Linked DNA regions of Drosophila melanogaster: region 2 is linked to region 1. A link is a contact called in public Hi-C data. All regions are on one chromosome and are shown on one strand. The core of a region is the stretch at or near the end of the contact, and the rest is flanking DNA. Distances in the headings are between cores, read along the strand shown. Region 1 overlaps mamo (maternal gene required for meiosis). Region 2 holds the start of mamo (maternal gene required for meiosis).

What was found. Hi-C and Micro-C count contacts between places; a contact is called where the count stands out from the background.
Region 2: a contact with region 1 is called in a Hi-C map of the Kc167 cell line, with 1.9 times the contacts expected there. The contact joins the promoter of mamo here to the enhancer-like site in region 1. A contact is called at or near these places in 30 of 107 Hi-C or Micro-C datasets (the Kc167 cell line, the ML-DmBG3-c2 cell line, the Ras3 cell line and 13 more) and 1 of 6 datasets of contacts at active chromatin or transcription factors (the S2 cell line).

Annotation. Positions count from the first base shown.
Region 1 is chrX:13,933,420-13,938,204 of dm6, forward strand. All of the region lies in intron 3 of mamo (maternal gene required for meiosis), which reads right to left. Among named protein-coding and RNA genes, the nearest start is that of CG11068, 19 kb to the right of the region's middle. Within about 2 kb of position 2,767, at least 25 of the 39 cell types and tissues checked have an H3K27ac peak or open chromatin away from gene starts, as enhancers often do. A contact at or near this core is called in the Kc167 cell line, the S2 cell line, brain and 8 more, where this site is marked.
Region 2 is chrX:13,983,906-13,989,103 of dm6, forward strand. mamo (maternal gene required for meiosis) reads right to left here and starts at 2,537. Exons shown (of 11, transcript NM_132704.4): 1 at 2,466-2,537; 2 at 1,309-2,169.

The sequences.
Region 1 (4,785 bases), core at 1,517-4,016:
GAAGAAAAAAAAAATTACAAGGCACACACACAAGCCACGGGCAAAATAAATAAAATAAAAACTGACGATGGGCAGCGGCGGCAACGACGACGGCAAACGCAGCTGCAGTTGGCTGGTTCTACGGGTCAGAGATGCCAAAAACGCTGGTGATTTGGCCGGAAAATCAGCAGCGCCCACTTGGCTTGCACTCGCGTTACGTAACCCTTTCTAAATTATTATTTTTTTTTATCGCAAAGGACCTTGAAAATACGGTATCCGTAGGATATCCTGATTATGCTATCCTGATTATGTTGAAAGAAATAAACTGCTAACAAAGAGCATCCCACATCTTAAGCTCCAATATTTTTTTTCACGCACTAAAGTTGTTTTTAAATATTTTTAAACATAATAATATAATATATATTCGTTTTTTTTTCTTAGTTTCAACCCAGATCAGCACTGATTCTAACATTCTTTTTGCAAACTTTTCACTTTTCGCTGCACTCACCGTCGAGATGCAGTGCGAGCGAGAGGCTGGCGGCGCGGCGCGGCGAGCGGGACGGAGCCGAGCGGTGCGGCCAGTGCGACAGAGAGAGAGAGAGGGGGGGTGGCGAGATCGGGCGGCGGCACTTTGCTGCCACGCTTCGTCAGCTGTTCGTTAGTCGGTTTTTTTTTCCTTTTTGTTTTTATTTGTCGTGTGTGCGGAAGTGCAGAGCGTGGCGTTGGCGACGACGCCGGCAGAGGCGGTAGCGTCGGCAGCGGAACGCAGCGGCGTAAGTGCAAGGCCAAGCGCGTGCGAAAGAGAGGCAGTGATGGTGGGAGAGAGACAGGGAGCGCATAGTGTGGGACAGAAACAGGTTTTTCTAATTTCCTTTTTTTTATAATTTAATTGTTTTATTTCACTCAATATTTCACTTCAGCTCAATATTTTTTTTAATTGGCTTTTTTCTTTATACTGTAATTAATAAAATTTTTTTTCTAATTTTATTATATTTAAAGTTAATTGGAAATTGATCGGTGTTAAATTGCGATTTACGCAATTGAATTTCTCCAAAGTCGCCACCCACTCTTAGCTCAGTTTACATTCACAATCATGCAGGCCAATGCACTGAAAGAAATCTAGCATGCCCCCTACTCATTGAAAAATGCCTTGAGCATTGAAATATTCAAGAAATTCAAAATTTCTTAGTTTGAGGGCGGTTCTAATGGGCTTTAATTACATTACTTAAATACTTTTTTAATTGAGTTCCATTTTTTTTATTTTCTGTGTATGGATGTCTTCTACCATCCATTTGCAAACTGCACGCGCGTGCCCTTGAAAACTTAACCCAGCAATCGAGCCAAGGCAGTTGTTGCCAAGACCACCCACCAGTCCACCCATACCCCGCACCCACACATTGATAAGCCCCACCAACGCCCCACCCCCTTTCCGCGGGCACTTTCAAACTGTTTGCTGGCAAACAAAAGGAAGTGCACAAATTGTTGAAATTTTCTTAGCGAAATCAGCAACAAACGAATTCGAATATCGCACGTAAAATGTTGCTAAGTGCCAATGGCCAATGGTTTTCATTGCCACAGTTTTTATACAAATGCGGTAAGGTTTTTCTTTCTTCCTCCCTCTTTTTTTTTCTTTGATTTTCTTTTTTTTTTTTGCATCGCTATTTTTCGCCAAGTTGCGCAAAAAGAACGAAAATAATTCGACAAAAACTCAACACAAATCACAAGGTATAAGGCGTAGGATCTGAAGTACGCAAGGAATGGGAAAAGGGTAGAAAGTGCGGGTATGGCGACAAAGGGTTAAGGTTTGTCTAAAGTATAGAAAAATAAGATATATTTTAAAGAGAGATGGCTGTAAAACTCAATGAAAAATCTATTCCTTTTCAATAAATATTATATTCACATAAGTAGTTTAACTACAAGATATTTTTTAGCATTATATCTTAAAGAGATGCATTTTTCAGCGATCGAGAAGAGTGTAAATGGCCAAGACTTTCTAAGTGTAGATATCCGCAGGCTGATTTACATATCTGTGCCGATCTGCACACATGTGCGGTTTGTGTGTTTGTTTGTTTGTTTTATGTGCGCACGCTGCCAATTGCGAGAAAAAAAAAACTGCAATGTTCAAGGTCGTGCGGCGAATGCACCTAAAGCAACAACAACAACAGCAAGAACAGCAGGAGCAACAAAAATAACAAACAATCGGTCATTCAGACGATAACATACGCAAAATGTTTGAGTTCTACAAATTGTAAAAACTAGTGCAGGAACCAAATGGCGACACACACCCATGAAAAGTACAGTGGGCACTCGCGAAATGGTGCAAAATGGTGCTTATAGCTGTCGGCATAAACATTATTAAAGTAAATTTGACGTATACGTAATATTTGATCTTCTCTAGAAAATCGACTGAAAGTCCTTAAATAATATCCGATCTTTTACTGTACGCACTCGCGTATCTATTGGTGTGTATACATATATATATATATTTATTTATATACATATGTGTGTGTGTATATAGAACAACAATTTGCGCTCGTCAATTGCAAGCGCGTCGCTGTCGACGTCGACCGCGACTGCGGCGTCGCTGCCATTGAATTTTCACTGTCAAGGTCGAACGTTGTTCTGATGCGCAACGCAATGCGCAATGCGATCGCCGCGAGTGGGTGTGCGAGTGGGCGGGCAAGCGGGGTGAGGTTGGATCGCGCCGAGGGAGAGGGCCGATATGTGCGAACGAAAACGAGAACACAGCGGAGAAGGAGAATGAGTGCACAAAAGCTGTGGGAGAATGCTAAAATGCGAAAAGAAGGAACAGGGGGTGGGGGTGGGGGGGTATGGAAACACACGAGAACGAGAATGTGGGAATGGAGAATGCACACGGTCTGTGCTTCCTCTGCGCACAAGGCGCACAGTGGGCGTGATCATCAAATAGCGAATAATAAATAAAATATATTCTTATATTGCAAGATTTCAAAGTAACTGATCTGAATAGTTATCAACTTCTGAATGCGCTCTTAATTGAATTTCCATTTCGTTCGTTGGTGTTCCGCCCAATTCCATTACCGTTCGTTTCATTCATTTTCTTCGATCGATCACCTCTTGACCCACTGTGCGGGTGTATCGGTACGTACACATGTATATGTGTTTGTGTGTGGGCGCTGTGGCGGAAACGATATGCGGCTTATGTAATGCGACAGCGACAACAACAATCAGCGGCGACGCGTTGGCAGCGTCGAGTGCATACGCACACGCCTCCACCGCCCGCCGCCCGCCAAACCCCTTCGCCAAGCGCCCCACTGCACACCCACACCCCACACCCCCCCCCCCCCGCACGACACAACCCCAGCACCACCCCCTCTTCATCGCCACCCTTCGCTAAACGCTTCCTGCACATTGTTGCTACGCTTTTCATATCGCTCGGTGTCTATTTTTCTCTGTGTGTACTCTTATTTTTTTCCCCTGACTTTTTTGATATATTTTTTTTTTTCTTTTTTTAGCGCCTTTTGTGCTTTTTGCATGTTTTCCTATCGCATTTGTTTTCTCAAGTTCGCGCGCAGCTATTGTGCAATTTGTCATAATACCGCCCCGGTGCTATCCACGCTAACCCACTATACCATTACCATTGCCATTCCCACCCACCCGCGCACGCGGCGTATGCGTAATATTTCAAGAGAAGTGCCGACAAAAAAAATTGCAGCGTTTTGTCAGCGTTAAAACGTAAACAAAAACAAGCCGCCGCCAAATGCACTTTTGGCCATAAATCAGCGAAGAGAATGGAAAAATCAGCTGGCAAAGGGACAGTGGATGCGTGGAGGGGAGGTGCGGGAATATCGAGGATGGTTAAAGACCCGCAGGCGCCACGCCCTCTGCCGGGCAAATGAAGACATAATTTGACATAAGCGATGTTAAAGTTCACCAAATCCCAGCCCTCGAACATCAAAAGGCAGCGTCCAAGCGAACACACAAAAAGTCTAGTAAAAAACTGCGATGCAAAAACAAGCGCTCAGCAACCGACGTTTTAATGCCCTAACCTGGTAAATATTGAGTTGAATCTAAGTTCTCTAAACATTTACAAAACTAAACACAGGCATGTCATTTTATAGTTCACGATTTTATATATATATTTATATTGTATATAGCACAATACCCCGTAAAATAGAGTATTAAAAAAAGTAGTTGTGAATCTGAGAAAAAAACTAGGCATTTGACTGTTAATGATGTGGGGCAGGAGGAGTAAATGGGGTCCGCCGGTGATTGACTCGACTCAACTGGTTGATGGCTCCGCGCCTGCGCGGTCGGCACTTTTGGTGATAATGTCAAAGGCAGCCAGCGGTCTGCCACGCCCCCGCTGCCCGACCGCCCCCTCTTTAGACACCAACCCTCACACCCCCCCCCCCCCCTGCGCAATGCTTAATCATGCAAACGGCAAGAAAACCGAAATGCAGCAGCAAATGCAGCGCCTGTCAAAGCTGCGATTAATCTCACTCAAGGAAAAGCAGGATGAGGGGCATAAAGTGCAGCAGCCACTGCGGCACTGCGCACAGTGGTTAAAAATACACGAAAATAAGCAGAAAAGTATTTAAATAGGAAATTTAATGAGGCAGCCTATTGGAAATAAACCATTCAGTTATTTATTATTATTATTATTATTATGATAGATAGAATAGTTTACAAAACTAGACTAACTTAGATAGTATAGCATTAGCTACGGGGCTTACAGCTATATTTATTTACAATGTTATTATATCTTAATTTAGTTAATATCTAATTTGGTAACTAATTGCTGGCTTGTTATGTACAAATGCCTGT
Region 2 (5,198 bases), core at 1,287-3,786, 50 kb after region 1:
CTTGTGTTGTGGGTTTTTAATTACATGAAGTGCAGACTTCTCTTAAAAAAAAAAATCCACTTTAATTTTAGAACAAAACACTTATATAAGCTTAATAAATTATATTCGTTTCAAATCGTAGCTATATAAAGGAGATATATTGCTTATAATACTTAAAATAAAATCTAACATAACTTACACTACGTTTATAACATTCTATAGTGCTAACAAAACATGTCATCTATTCAAGTTGAATCTTAAAGTTTTCCAATTTCTTTAGCGTTTTTTTTTTTTTGCCCAATTTCCTGATTAACTAAGCTAAACAAAAAAAAAAAGCGATGATTAGTTGGCGCCTCTGGTGGCGCCGGAAGTTCGAGAATTTTCTTCTTGCCGATTCTATTCGCTGGCGACTTCTAAAACTGACCAAGCATTTAGTTAACTTACTTTTCTTTTTGCCAATTTATTGATTGGCTTACTATTTATTTCTTTATTTTTTTTTTTTTGTCTCTTTTTGCTTTGTCGATATATGCATTTTATTTTTTGCCAGTTGTTGTGGCCCAGAAAAGTGCATTTCCATTTTACATATTTGATAACATTCAGCAAATTTTTCCAAAAGCGCATCCGGTTCAAACGGGAAGTGCTACAGTCGTCGCCAAAAGAGCGGTTGATAAAAAAAAAATATATATATATATATATATATATATATATATGGAAAGGGTAACAAAACTGATTCGTGAATAGAGTTATGTATACGTCTGGGTGTTTTATTGCCATTTTTTATATCAACTAACTTATGTTTATCTTCACACTTAACTATAGGCATTACGATTAAGTTCTTTATAATCAGCAATAACTGAAGTCTGTCTGAATAATAATATACAAATATTATATATATATAATCAAAAATATTATATCTAGCATACATTTATAGTAGCAATGACCCTAAAGTGTATTTCTTATCAAAGTTAAATTGTTTAGCACCTTATTTTAGTTAAGTCACCAATGGCTAGTAATTTTGCAAATATTTTATTTAATTAACGCCGTTTTTTTTTTGCAATTCAAAGTTATAGTTTATTCAAGGCTTCTATGGACAAAATTAATCGCAAACAAGTTTTTGTCCAACACTTTCCATTCCTCTCACTTCACACTTTTGCTATTAATCCATTTATGGCCAAAATTCATCCAAACCTAACACTTTTCTTATCGAGTAGCACTTCGTGTTCGATTTTTGACCCACGCAAACACTTGATAAAATAATATCGCAAACGAAGTGCCAAATAAATGATTCGATGATTTGAAAAATTGTTTGAAAAGTAAAAAAAAACTCACCATAAACGCCAAACACCGCAGTTTCAAAACTTTGTTCTCGTTCTTCTTCTTGTTGTTGGTGTTGTTGTTGATGCCTTTGCCGCAGTTGTTGGTTTTGTTGTTGTTGATGTTTTGGGTGAATTTCTTGTGGTTGTTGTTGTTGTTGATGTTGTTGTTGCACTTGCTGTTTGCATTGAATTAAATTTGACTTGATTTTTGTTTATTTCCACTTTTCTGTTTTCTGCGGTTCGCACAAATTTTTCACTTGGAAAAAATTGTTGTAATTTTGTTGAAATCAAAGAATTAAGGTGCAAAATAGGTTTAATTTCCTTTAACACAACCTTAGAGCATGTTTTTTGTTTAAATTGTTTGCGTTTTTCTATTTGAAATGAAATTGTAGTTTTTGAGATGGGGAAAAAAACACAAAATAATTGCGGGATATTTTTCGGTATTTACTTTAGGCTGTTTAGATTTCGAAAAATGCTCCAAGTCCAAAAAAGTTGTTGTAAGTTTTTCTAAAGTTTTTAGCTTGTTGTCGCTTTTGTTGTTGTTGTTGTTGTTGTTGTTGTTGTTCACACACACACACGTGCAAAGCCGCCTTGAGTTGTTGTTTCATTTGGTTGTTGTGGTTGTTGTTGATGTTGTTGTTCTTGCGGTTGTTGTTGCTGCTGCAGTTGTTGCCCCTGTTGTAGATGTAGTTGTTGTGGTTGTTGCATTGTTGAAATACAAAAAAATTACGCTTAAGGATTTTCTTGCTTCTTTTGTGTGGTTGTTGTTGTTGTTGACTTTGTTAAAAACTTTCGCTGTTACTTCATTTATTTGTAATTTTTTATTTTATAATAATATATTTATAAAACATTTTTGTTGTGTTTAAGTTTATGCCTGGGAAAAAGTATACAAAAACTAGTGTTAGAAACCGACGCAGAGCACTTGAAAAAAATTCAAAAAAAAATTAATTTCATGAATGAAGGACAGAAATGAATGCAAAAGGACCTATTACTCGAAATTCGTGTTTCCAAAAACCGCGCACAAAAATAAAGAAGAAAAAAAAAATAAACGATAAAGAATCCAAAATATTTTCCGTACAAATATTCGTAAAATATTTGAATATTTTGTCGCTTGGCAAAATGTAATTTATTTGCTGTTTGCGGCTAAGGCTAACGAAAATAAACACGAACGAACGTATGAAAGTGTCTGCAAGAACTGCAATCGCATCGCGTGTGAAATCTCTGCGAAAGTCCAAAGCCGACAGAGCTGCAAAACCAAAAAGCCTGGCCAAAAGCCCAAAACCCAAAGAGCATTGGCGTTGGCAGCGCGGCGGCAGCGCTGCGACTGCGACTGCGTTGCTTCGTATTGCCGAGTGATTCCCGTTCGCCTATGTGTGGGTGCCCCTGCACATCGTAGTCCATACGTATGTGTGTGTGTGTGTGTGTGTGTGTGTGAGTGGTGTGTGCTTGTACTAAGAGCGCCGCACGCGCTTCGTAAAAGAGCAGCGTCGGTGAAAAACGCAGCAAAGCTGAGCCAAAATGCACCTCGTTTCCCACCGCGAGTCACTTTTTCTCTTTCACTCAATCGCAGAAAGTGCACGGTGCGGCGCTCTCTCTTTTCGCTCGCTCGCTCTCTCTCTCTCTTCGCAGTGGACAACGCAGCGTATGCGTAATCTGTACGAGTGCAGCAACATATCATTCAGAAAATAAAACCCACAAACACTCACACAACCGTCTGCCATATGTTTCCCGAAAGTTTTTGGGGTTCAAATAAAAGGACAAAGAAAGGTCCAACAAATTAATACGCAGGACAAGAACTCTAGTTGAATGTGCATTATTTTTAATAATGCCATATATGCCCTCAAATCACTCAAATAAAATTGAAACTATCATTTTTATCAATCTTAAAACGGAATGCAATCTGATCGATTTTAATGGTTTGCAAGAAAAATATTAAAAACTGATAAATTCAACAAAACAAAAAAAACAAGGTTCGAAACTATTCTTTTAAATTTTTTATTAAATTCAATAAATTTGCTTTAATAAATCTAACAAGTTTTAATACATTTTCCAACAAAAATGATGAACTTATCATTTTTAAATAATTATGTTTATTCACTGGTTTAAAAAAAAGTGCGATTTTATGTGCATGCCACAAAATTAGTAGTAAAGCACATGAATAAGGCTAAATGAAAAATGTGGCAATTCGTTTTAATTCATTTTCATACAAAATTTAAAATCGAAAATTGTAATCTTTAATTACAATTACTTTCACACTAAAACCTTAAAAGTTTTAGTTGAGTATAATACAAATACATTTAAAATTGAAGTATGGAAATATTTAAACTTTAAATAATACAATGCAATTGCCAAATTGACATAAAAAAGAAACAGTAAAAAAATCATTGAAATATCATTTAATATTTAGAGTTCTAATATGCACTAAAAATTCCGCTCAGAATATTTTCAACAGAGCTCTGCGATATTCCGTCGGCAATTTCTAATCTGATGTCTAAGCTGCAGTTTTTTTTTTTTTTTTTTTTTTTGGGTTTTTTTTTTGGCACTTGTTAATCAATTCACAAATTCAGGACAAGTGACAATTTAAGAAAACACATTACAATATTAGTTACATATTATTTTTTGAGGGCCTGTTGCAATAAATAGCCACTACCTAGCTACTAAAAATTTGCCTAAAATATTTATACACTTAATTCGGAATTGACATTCTTTATAACTGCAACTAACTTCTTAAAAACATAGTTTCAATCCTTCAAAACACTGGATATTTGAATCTTTCCTTTCGTGGTTTCGAAATGTTATTATTAGAACTTGTCAACACTTGTAAATAAGAATGAGTAAGCACACAAATTCAAACATAAAATGGTGTACAAATGAAACATGAAACATTATGCATTTTCGAAATGATAAACAATATCCTTTGAATGACTTTAGTTGTCCTTGGAAAACGCAACATCACTAGTTTCCCTCTTAAGACTTTTAACTTGGCTATGCATGATTAAAATCCTTAGAAAAACACATGACCTTTTGGGGCACTTAAGTGATCCTCAACAAACACAAAATACGAAAATTCTGTAATTTTTTGTATATTATATATATGTGGTCCTTCCGGTTTTTCTAGCACTTTGTCATAAACACTTTTTGAGAAACAGCACAATTTGCTAAAATCAAAAATAGTTGCTGCTGCTTTCACTTGCAATATTTTATATTCAAAAAAAAAAAAATTCTTAAAAACACTTGAAAAAAATAATGAAGTTACGCGGCGCGATGTTGGATTTTTTACTGCTAATATAAATATATATTTTGCGGGTATTTTTGTAAAGGGAAGAATTTTATTTAGAAATTACTTTCGACACAGGAAAAAATGCGATTTTTTGTCGATGGATGATTGATAATATTTGACTTTTTTTTTTATTCGTGATTGATGTTTTGAATTGTTGTGTTGTTGTTGTTGTTGTTGCTGCTGTTGCCGCAGGTTGTTGTTTTGTGTTGCAGTTGTGTTGCAGTTGCCGTTGCAGTTGGAATAGGTGTGTGTGAATGTGTGTTTGGTGTGTTTGTTAGCCGAGACAGAGAGAGAGCTGTAGCTTTTCTTCCGCGGACTGCGTACGTGCGCGACAACGTGCGGATCTGTTATGATTCAATACGTTTTCGATACGTTTCGTTTACGTTGCCGGACCGCCGATGACGACAACAGCAACAGCAGCAGCAGCAACAGCAGCAGCAGCAGCAGCAGCAGCGGCAGCAGCAGCACACACACACACACCCGCACACTCATAGAATGCAAAAAAAAAAAAAAGGAGAAGAAGTAGCAGAACGCAAAAATATAGTGGTCGCAACTTCACTCGAATTCGCGAGTGAAAACCTCGCTCCGAAAGAGCGAAAAGGCCGAAAAGAGTGGAGCAAAAA